2 separate regions of the Sus scrofa genome follow, and region 1 is linked to region 2. The links are chromatin contacts, called in public HiChIP or PLAC-seq maps. All regions are on one chromosome and are shown on one strand. The core of a region is the stretch at or near the end of the contact, and the rest is flanking DNA. Distances in the headings are between cores, read along the strand shown. Region 1 holds the start of FHL3 (four and a half LIM domains 3). Region 2 holds the start of MEAF6 (MYST/Esa1 associated factor 6).

What was found. HiChIP or PLAC-seq counts read pairs in DNA pulled down with a chosen protein or histone mark.
Region 1: a contact with region 2 is called in an H3K27ac HiChIP or PLAC-seq map of alveolar macrophages. The contact joins the promoter of FHL3 here to the promoter of MEAF6 in region 2. A contact is called at or near these places in 2 of 47 Hi-C or Micro-C datasets (heart right ventricle and liver) and 1 of 2 datasets of contacts at active chromatin or transcription factors (alveolar macrophages).

What each region holds. Positions count from the first base shown.
Region 1 is chr6:93,985,129-93,990,087 of Sscrofa11.1, forward strand. It overlaps FHL3 (four and a half LIM domains 3), which reads right to left and starts at 2,737. Exons shown (of 6, transcript NM_213946.2): 1 at 2,584-2,737.
Region 2 is chr6:93,586,697-93,591,929 of Sscrofa11.1, forward strand. It overlaps MEAF6 (MYST/Esa1 associated factor 6), which reads right to left and starts at 2,286. Exons shown (of 7, transcript NM_001243456.1): 1 at 2,196-2,286; 2 at 642-757. The coding sequence starts at 2,285.

The sequences.
Region 1 (4,959 bases), core at 1,487-3,986, 400 kb after region 2:
GGAGGCAGTCACCACTCTGAGTCAGGGGCCCCCCAAACAGGGTGTGGGCGTGGCTTCTGTTTCTTTCCCAGAATCCCTCCTCCCCTAGTCCGTCCAGCTGGGCTCTGGTGAGGACAGAGTGAAGGACAGTAGCAAGGCCCACCTGTCTCTGCCCCTCCCCCCCGCCCCCCTTTCCTGGCAGGGCTAGGGTTCCAAAGTCTTGTATTCCTTCTTGGCTGGTAGGGGGGTGTGGGAAGACTGTTCGGTCTACCAGATGGCTCTCAGGTGCTGCCCACCCCCCCCAACACACACATCCCCATACCTGGCCCAAACACATACATCTGACACCTCCCCATGAACCTCCTGCACCTCAGAACGGCTGGATAAATGGCTGTGGTTGGCATGGAGAAGCTTGAACTGTGAAACAGAAAGCTGGGTGATCTTGAGCAAGTCACTTAAGCTCCCTGAGCCCGTTTTCCCATCTAATACCACTTCCCACCTCCTAGTGTTGCTGTCAGGGTTAAATGTGATGATACTTGGAAAGCTCCTGGTAGCTACTGAGTCGTCTTGGTGTTTTGATTATTAGCCCCTTCCTCGTACTGGGATCAGACCACAGCTTCTCAACCAGGCCTGGGTTAGGGGGCTAGCCTGGGACTTGACCTTGACATTCTCAGTGGTGGGCTCAGGGAGAGAACAAGGAGGGAAAGCCTTAGTTCTCCGTTAAAGAGACCCAGGCGTGGTGCTCACTAAGACCAGTGGGGGCAGGTCTGACACCAGTGAGCGTAACTCTGAAATCTCCAACACAGGTACAGAAGAGTAGACACTAGCGTGCTGTTTGGCTTCTCACAAAGTGCAATGCCGCCCACCCACCACCAATCAGATCTCCCAAACGGCAGGCGGGATAGGACATCATCCCCGTTTTACAGCTGAGCACGGCGGCCAGGGACAGGGCAGAGACATGCCCAAAGTCACTCTGGTATGAGATCCTAGGTCCCCTGCCTCTCAGCCTGAAGTCCGTTTCTCTTTCCCTAGAAATGTTGCAGTGGCTGAGGGGGTGGTCAGCATTTAAGAGCAGGGGGACAGGAGATGCTAGGTGATATCACTGGGACAGGAGCCTGGCTCTTCTCCCCAGTTGCCAGCCCTGTGACTGGAAGACACCCAGAAGCCTTTCCAAGTACCCATGCCAACCGCTCAACCCCCTTTGCCCTTCCCCCCCACAATGTCTAGGAGGACCCTGGCCAGGTCCCACAGCTGTGACTCAGAATCAGCACAGACCCTCCCCCAGCTTACAGGAGCTCACAAGAGACTTGAGGGGAGAAACCAAACTCTTCCCTCCCCCCCCAACTAGGCATCAACCCCAAACTCTCCGGGCTCTCTCCCCTCCCCCCATGAGGGCTGGGAGTCAGAGCGGTTTGGGGGAAGGCGGGGTGGGAAGCAGGATCCAGCAGCTGCTCTGGGGACAGAAAGGAACAGTTCATTCACCCCGGGTCCCCCTGGACTGAAGCAGTGCGCCCAAGATTTGAGTTTAAAAATAAGTTGGAGCTGATTGGGGGACTGCATGGGGCTCCTTCTTGCTGTGTCTTACTGTCTCAGATCCTCATGGGGGATTGACTGGTCTAGAGTTTCTGTCTCCCCACATCCTCACTTCCCAGTCTTTTGGGCCTGAGTCCCGTGGGTCTGTCTTGGAAGCTGTCACTGTGCCTCCATGACATCTGTCTCTTGATGTCTAGCTCTGCTCCACTCAGCACGTCTGTGTCTGCACACTTTGGCAGCTGTCTTTATGTTTCCATGTCTCTGTATCTCTACTGGCCATCTCCCAACGACAGCCTCGGTGGATTTCTCCCTCCGTCCACCCAAGCCTTGGCATCTCAATGTCTCTAAAAGGTGGAATGTCTTGGTCCTCCCCCACCGTCCTTCTCTATCTCTTAGCATCTCTATGCCTGAGTGTCTCCGACTCTAGACTCTGGATCTTTCTAGGCCTCTCCAAGGCTGCTTTACCACGAGGCTAATGAAGCTTAAGCTTTGGAGCCCCTCACTTGCCCAGAACCTTCCAAGGCTCTGGGAAAGGCCGACAACACCTCTGGGGTCATTACATGCTTTTCCTTAAAATGCTCCGCTCCACAAAACCTCGGAGGGGTCCCTACGCCTCGGGTCTGCCTCCCGGTGACTCTACGCCCAAGTCTCTGTCCCTGTTTCGGGAATCTCTGCAGCCTCCTCTCCAAGCTTGTCACTCCTTATGCTGTCTCGGTTTCTGGCTCCACCAGGCTTTTTGGAAGCCGGTTTCTCGAACCCTCCCGGTAGCTCTCGACGCTGGTTTTCCATTTCAAACTTGGCCCCCTTCCCCCGCCCAACTCGCGTAGCAGCGCCCGCCCCGCCAGGAGGCCCGGGGCGGTGCGGTCCCCGTGGCGCCCCTCAGGGCTCGGCGCCCCCGCGCCACCGGCTCCCAGAGCGTCCCTGGCGCCCGCGGCCGGACCCCGGCGGAGGCAAAGGGCAAGAGGCGGGGGCCATGGCTGCTCTGAACCCCCGGTGGGTCGCCTCTACCTTCCCGCCCGAGGGCGAGGGCCGGGAGCCGGGATGGGGAGCGGGGCTCGGCGCGGAGCTCACCTCGAAGCGGGCGGCGGGAGCGAGGCGCGGCGCTCGAGCAGGGAGGGCCGGGCAGCCGGGGCCGCGTCCCTCGGCGGCTCCTACCTGCGGGCCAGGCCGAGCGGGGCCGAGCGAGCTACCGGCTAGGCTGCCGGCTGCACACGGACTGTGTGGGCGAGTGGGAGCGCGGCCCCAACCCCTCCTCGAGGAAGTGAGCGCTGGGGCCCGCCCCGCCCGGACCCCGCCCCCGGCCGCCCCTGCCCGCGGGGTGCGGACCCCGCCCCCGGCCCCAGGTCCCCGTGGCTAGGGGCTGGGGAGGGGGGCAGACCCCGCCCCCACCTCCCTTTTAGATCGGAGCCAGCCCCAGCCCCCTCGGCCTTCCAGGCCTAACCTGGCTCTCGCAACCTTCCCGAGCGGCCAGGACCCCGCCCCTGTCCCCTCCCTGCAGCTTTTGCTGTCCTCCCTCCTTGCTCGCCCCCTCTCCCGGCCCCCCCCCACCCCCAGCGGTTAGCTGTGTTCAATCTCGGGCAAAGGATACAGGAGGCAGCCGACCAAGGTCCATTTGGGGACCTCATGCCCTCTTCGTGTCCTCGCCCCCTCCCAGTTTACCCCCAGGGATCACACTGCCCGAAGGTGTACTAGAGGACTCATTCCAGCCTGGGGGTGGGGCTGGGGGCTTGGCCCTGCTGTCACAGCTCTGTAAGTGGGAACCTAGGTGTTCCGCGGAAACCAGGAGTGAAGCAAGGACCCCCTCCAGAGGGCCTTGACCTTCAAAGGGCTTTATTCTCCCACCCTGAGCGTGAAAACGAGTAACCACCTCCTCACCTCCTGCTGCATGGTGGAACAGAGAAATCCTCCCTTGGTTTTCACTGTGTCCAGGAATAGTTTTGACCTTTGAGGCCCAGGGGATACCCTAATCCTTCCCCCCCCCCCCCGTGGTTTTTGAGCTTCTCAGGAAGGAGTGTGAGGAGTGTGCATGGACAGGGCGCTGCAGGGGTGGTGGAGAGAAGTTCTTCTCCCCGACCTCTGCAGTTTCTAACCTTCTGGCTTCCTCCCTGGGTCCTGCCCTGCGGGGAGGGAGGACTGGCGCCTGCCAGGGACACAAGGCCCCTCCAGGTCCTTGAGGCCAACCCCCCTGGGATCCTCAGGCTTGTCACTAGGAATAAATAGCCATGGTCTGGAAGGGTTGGGGAGGGAGGAGGAGGCTCTGCTGGGCTGTTTGCAAAACAAGAGACAACAAACCAACCCTGGAAATAACCTCAGGGTCTAGAGTAGAGGTTCAGGTGCCCAGAGAGGCTCTCCCATCCCCCAGGCTGGGTCCAAACAAGCTCCCTGGGCAGAGACTCATTCCTTCCCAGGCTGGGGCTCCTGAGTACCCTCCTCTCCAACCTCTGAATCCCATGCCTGCCTGAGGGCCCCAAGACACCCTGGAGGCCAGGTTTCCTTTCAAAATTAACTAACTGCTTGTTAATTATCATTGTTCCTCATGCCTAAACTGTAAGGGCCATGAGGGCAGGGACCAGGTCCTTCTGATTCTGGCACTTAATAAATATCTGATGAATGAATGAGTGACAAACACTGCTTCCATGTCATTGGACCCTTAGGTGCCCGGATTGGACTGCAGGCATATGCTTCTGGAGTCCGGGGAGGAAGCAGCCAGTGCCTGTGTTGACCCTTGCTCTGGAACTTATCTTGCAGGTGTAGGAGACTCCCAGCCCTGGGGAGTGCAGGGAAGACTGCCTGGTTGGATGAGGGCAAGAAAGGGTTTACTGGGAGTTCCCAGTTGTGGCACAGTGGAAACAAATCCGACTAGTATCCATGAGGATGTGGGTTTGATTCCTGGCCTCCCTCAGTGAGTCGGGGATCCCTTGTTGCAGTGGCTGTGGTGGCTGTGTAGGCTGGCAGCTGTAGCTTTGATTTGACTCCCAGCCTGGGAACTTCCATATGTTGTGAATGCGGCCTTAAAAAGCAAAAAAATAAAAAAGAAGGGGTTTGCTCTGGGCTGAGGGGAGGGCAAAGGTCAACAGCCTTCAGAAAGGAAGGGGTTATGACTGAATAAGGAAGGTGCTGGACCAAAGGCAGAGTTGGAGGGGCTGGTCTCTGGTTTTACTCACAAAGAGCCAATATTCCCTGAGTTTTTACTTTGCACCAGACTCTAAGTACTTTGCATATATTAATGCACTTGATTATCCATCAACTTTGTGAAATATGTATTTTTATCCTTATTTTGAGGATGAGAACATGGAGACACAGAGAAAGTAAGTAGCTGCCAAGGGTGATACAGCTAATAATAGCAAAGCCTGGATTCAAATCCAGACAATCAAATGTCAAGGCTCCTTATGCTAAAAAAAGTGCTTCATCTTTAGGCTCTAGAGCCTCTGTAGTCAGTTAACCTCT
Region 2 (5,233 bases), core at 1,036-3,535:
TTGAGAAATTTCCAAAAAGTTTAGCAAGTTTAAAAAAATTTTTAGGAGTTCCCGTGTGGCTCAGTGGTTAACAAATCTGACTCCGATCCATGAGGATGCAGGTTCAATCCCTGGCCTCGCTCAGTGGGTTAAGGATCAGGCATTTCTGTGAGCTGTAGGGTAGGTCACAGGAGTGGTTCAGATCCTGTGTTGCTATGGCTGTGGTGCAGGCCAGCAGCTACAGCTCTGATTGAACCCCTAGCCTGGGAACCTCCATATGCTGCAGGTGCGGCCCTAAAAAGAAAAAAAAAAAATTTTTTTTTTAGAAAGAATATTACTAAATGAAACTGTGATACAGTTGCCACACAGGTATAGCAAATCTTGGGACTCATGACATGACAGGAGTGTATTACATGCTGTATTTCATTGAAGCATTGCACAACCCTGTGCCATTGGCGGGACTTCTCCGACTGTGTGGGGCTGGTGTAGAGTTTATCTGGGATTACCCAGGAGTGGCTGAGCCAGAGTCCAAGCTCAAATGCAGACCTCTTTCCACCCCACTTTACTACTGCCTCCCTGCAAAGCCACTACCAAGAAATTACCCAGTCCTAAGCACAAATATTACAAGGACATCATACAAATACTACAGGCTTGACACTCACTTTTGGTTGGTCAGATACCGATCCCAGCCACGAATAATATTGCCATACATCTGAGTGTCTTCCAGGTAGCTTCCTTCAAAAGCATAGATCTGTCTCTCTAAGTTTGCCAGTGTTTCCTGAGTGACGAAAAATAAGGAAGTGGTTAATACCTTTTACATGCTTGCATTAAGCCTAACCAAAATGAACTTTTTTTTTTTTTAAGGGCCACACCTGAGGCATTTGGAAGTTCCCAGGCTAGGGGTCGAATCAGAGTTACAGCCGCTGTCCTACGCCACAGCAACTCAGGATTCCAGCCGAAGTCTGCAACCTACACCACAGCTCAGGCAACACCGGATCCTTAACCCACGGAGTGAGGCCAGGGATCCAACCCGCATCCTAATGGTACTAGTCAGATTCGTTTCCGCTGAGCCGCGACAGGAACTCCCAAATTGAAGTCTATATCAGACTTATAAATTCAAGCTCAACTACACCAAACCAGCCTTGCGGAGGGAGGAATGACACGGGCAGGGGCAGGGTGTTTCACACTAAGGCAGTCTATACCTGTCTTGTATCCCTTGAGGACAGAATGGAATAGAGAGAGCCTGTCCCCAGAAAAATGTACAAAAGTTTGTATATACTCAGAGGCTTCGTGGAAACCCAGCTGTCAAGAACCCGGGCGGAGGAAAAAAAAGAGCAGTCTCCACTCCCACGCATAAAAGGTACTGCTACCAGGAGAGGGAAGGGTAAGCAGCCTTCCAGCGCCAACTGGCTCCCCTCCCCGTAGGCTCCGAAAGGCCGCCAGCACTGGGCTGCCGGTTGCTATGGAAACCTGGAAGGGCAGCTTCAGGTGAGATGGGCCTCCCGGTGCCCAAGCCAAAACGCGAGGGGAGGGAGGGCTTAGCCGCCACGGTCCAAGGGACCCGGGCTGCGTGTCACAATTCTTAATTCCCTAACCGAGTCCGCTCCCCTCGCCTGTCACCTCCTAAGATGTTCCCAAACACATCACATCCCTGCCCATCAAAAACCCCATCTAACGGATCTACTCCTAGTCCCCAAAAGGACGAGACCCTCCATCCTCCAAAGACCAGGCAGGATGTGTGAGTGTCCCTCCCACACTCGCCTCCTACCCCACCACCCCACCTAAAGCCCACCAGCAAGCCCGGACCAATCTACAGCCCACCGATCCGCCCGCCCCGCACTCCTTAAAGATCATGGACCCGCTCGCCCTCGCCTACCCCGCAGAGCTCACGGTTACTCGCTTTAGCAGGGCTGCAGCACAGAAGCCCCCACCCCCTGGCGCCATCCTTCCTCCACGCCCCCGCCCGCCTAGTCCCCCTCCCCCTCCCCGGCTCCGCGCCCCGCCCCCAGCCCAGGCTCCCGGCTCCGGATCTGCACCGCCTGGAAGCCGAGGCGCCGGCGGGCCGCGCACTGCGCAGCCGTCCTCAGGCCGCCGGACTCCCGGGCGCCGCGCTGCGCCCACCGAGTAACGAACCGCCCGGCGCGGCGGAGCCGGGGTCTGGAGGCAGGGGCAGGCACGGGGTCCCCACCCGGGCGCCCCCCGGTGCTAGCCCTCACCGCCAGCTCCTGCTTCCGCTTCACGAGCTCTGCCAGCTCCCGCCGGGTGTCCGGGATCTGCGGCGGCGCCGCCTTGTTGTGCATCGCCATGTTGGGCTGAGGCGGGCGGCAGCGGCGCCAGGCTGGGGGCGGTCCTAGCGCGCCGCCGCCCGCCAGGGGGCGCCCGCCTCTGCACTGCGCCTGCGCAGGCGACTTCCGGAGGGGAGCCCCGCCGCGCAGAACTCCCGCGCGCGCGCGCGTGCGCGCGCCCTGCCAAAAGAACCCCACTGATGGGTTCTGCTTTTGGTCCTAACCGCGTTTCTACACCGCAAATTCACCGTGTCCAAAATCAGACTTATCCGCAGTCTCCTCAGTGAATGACTTTCACTGTCCACCGAATTGCCCAGGTCGGAAACCTGGGTACCATCCTCACCCTCCTTCACCCCCTTAATCCAATCCAAAACCAATTCCTGTGGACTCGACCGCAGAAGAGCCCGCAAATTATTTTCTTTTGTCTGCCACCTCCTTCGTTCATCCAGGCCCTCCCTATTTTAGGTACATTATTCCAGGAGCTCCCGTTTCCACTCTTAGCTCCATTTAATCCATTATTCACAGTGGTGCCAGGATGATTTGTTTGGGGAAAACAAATGTGTTACTCCCCTGCTTAAAACCTTTCAAAGACTTCCCGTTGCCCTTTAGAGAGACAAACATGTGTGGTGGTTAATGACACAAACTAACTACCTAGTTCAAAATTCTACCTCTACCATTGATAAGCTGTCCCACCCTGGGCAGGTAACTCAATTTCACTTGGCTCAATTTCCTCCTCTATAAAATGGAAGTAATAATAGCTCCTACCTAATACAATTTCCATAAGGAATTAATCACTTAAGGTAAGTGCTTGGCAAGTAAGCACTACTTAAGTCAAATCATTAAGCCTGATATTGTTAACTTTGTTTTCATCTCCCCCCTGTTTATTTCTCCTCTCCATTTTTCAGGGTTCTGCAATTTCATTAGAAATCCAGGTAGGATTTTTTTTTTCCATTTTGCTTGCTTGCTTGCCTGCTTTCCTTCTTTCTTGCTTTCTTTTTGCTTTGCTTTGAAAGTCTCTGTGTTTCTTCAGTCTGTGTATTTGTACTTTCACCAGTTCTGGGAAATTCAGCTATCTTTCCTAGGATATCCTCTACCTCAGTTTCTCTCTCCTTCTAGAATTCAGATTAAATTTAAGAATCCTTTTTTTTTTCTCTCTCTACTGCATTCTGTTACATGTTGATCTTGTAACCCAGGGTCTCGCTGAACTCTCTTATTGATTCTAGGTTTTTTGGTAGATTCTGTGGGATTTTTGTTGTTGTTGTTAGGGCTGCACATGCAGCATATGGAGGTTCTCAGGCTAGGGGGTCTAATCAGAGTTGCAGCCATGGGCCTATGTCACCGCCACAGAAATGCCAGATCTGAGCAATATCTGCAACCTACACCACAGTTCATGACGCCTGAGCGTGGCCAGGGGTCAAACCTGCATCCTCATGGTTACTAGTCAGACTTGTTTCCATTGAGCCACAACAGGAACTCCTCTTTGGGATTTTTAAAGTAGACAATAAATTCATCTGCAAATAGGGAGATTTATTTTTTTCCTTTCCAACCTGTGTGTTTTTGTTTCCTTTTTTTGCCTTACTGTGCTGGCTAGACTTCCAGTACTATGTTGAATAAGAATGGTCAGAGCAGGAGTTCCCATCATCTTTCAGCAGAAAGAATCTGACTAGTATCCATGGTTCAATCCCTGGCCTTGTTCAGTGGGTTAAGGATCCAGTGTTGCTGTGAGCTGCAGTGTAGGTCGCAGATGAAGCTCAGGATCTGGCATAGCTGTGGCTGTGGCAGCTGCAGCTCCGATTCAACGACTAGCCTGGGAACTTTGATATGCCACGGATAAAATAAATAAATAAGAGGCTAAAGAATAAAAATCCTGTGATCATGTCAACTGACACAGAAAAATCATTTGACAAAATTCAACACCGATTTACGATAAAAAACTCACTAAACCAGGAATAGAGGGTAACTTCCTCAACCTGATAAGACTGAATATGTTCCTCTTAAGGCACAAGTCAAGGATGTCTGCTTTGATCGTTCTTTTTTTATTATTTTATTTTATTTTTGTCTTTTAAGGGCTGAACCTGCAGCATATGGAAGTTCCCAGGCTAGGGGTTGAATCGGAGCTACAACTGCCGGCCTACACCACAGCCACAGCAACACCAGATCCTTAACCCACTGAGTGGGGCCAGAGACTGAACCCGTATCCTTATGGATGCTAACTGGGTTTGTTACCACTGAGCCACAATCAGAACTCCTAGATGCTTTTTAATTACTCTTTTTTTTTTTCTTTTCGGCTGTACCCACAGCATATGGAAGTTTGGGCCAAGGATCAAATCTGAGCAGGAGCTGTGACCTACACCACAGCTGCAGCAACACTGAATCAAAGAACGATCAAAGCAGACTTGTGCCTTAAGAGGAACGTATTCAGTCTTATCAGGTTGAGGAAGTTACCCTCTATTCCTGGCTTACTGAGAGTTTTTTTATCGTAAATGGGTGTTGAATTTTGTCAAATGATTTTTCTGAGTCAGTTGATATGATCACAGGATTTTTATCCAGTGTCGCTGTTGCTGCAGTGGATTATTAATCCACTGCACCATAGAAGGAACTCCTTTAATTATTCAAATTTTAAAAATAGTTATAGGATTATTCAGATAACCTATTTCTTTTTATATATATATATAACCTATTTTATATCAGGTGAATTTTGGTAGTTTACAGTTTTTAAGGAATTGATCCATTTCCTCTAAGTTGTTTATTTATTTATTTTATTTTTGCTTTTTTTAGGGCCACACTCATGGCTCATGGAGGTTCATCATGCTAGGGGTCGAATCAGAGCTACAGCTGCCAGCCTACTCCACAGCCACAGCAACACCAGAACCGAGTGGAGTCTGCAACCTACACCACAGCTTATGGCAATGCCAGATCTTTAACCCATTGAGTGAGGCCAGGGATCGAACCCACAACCTTATAGTTCC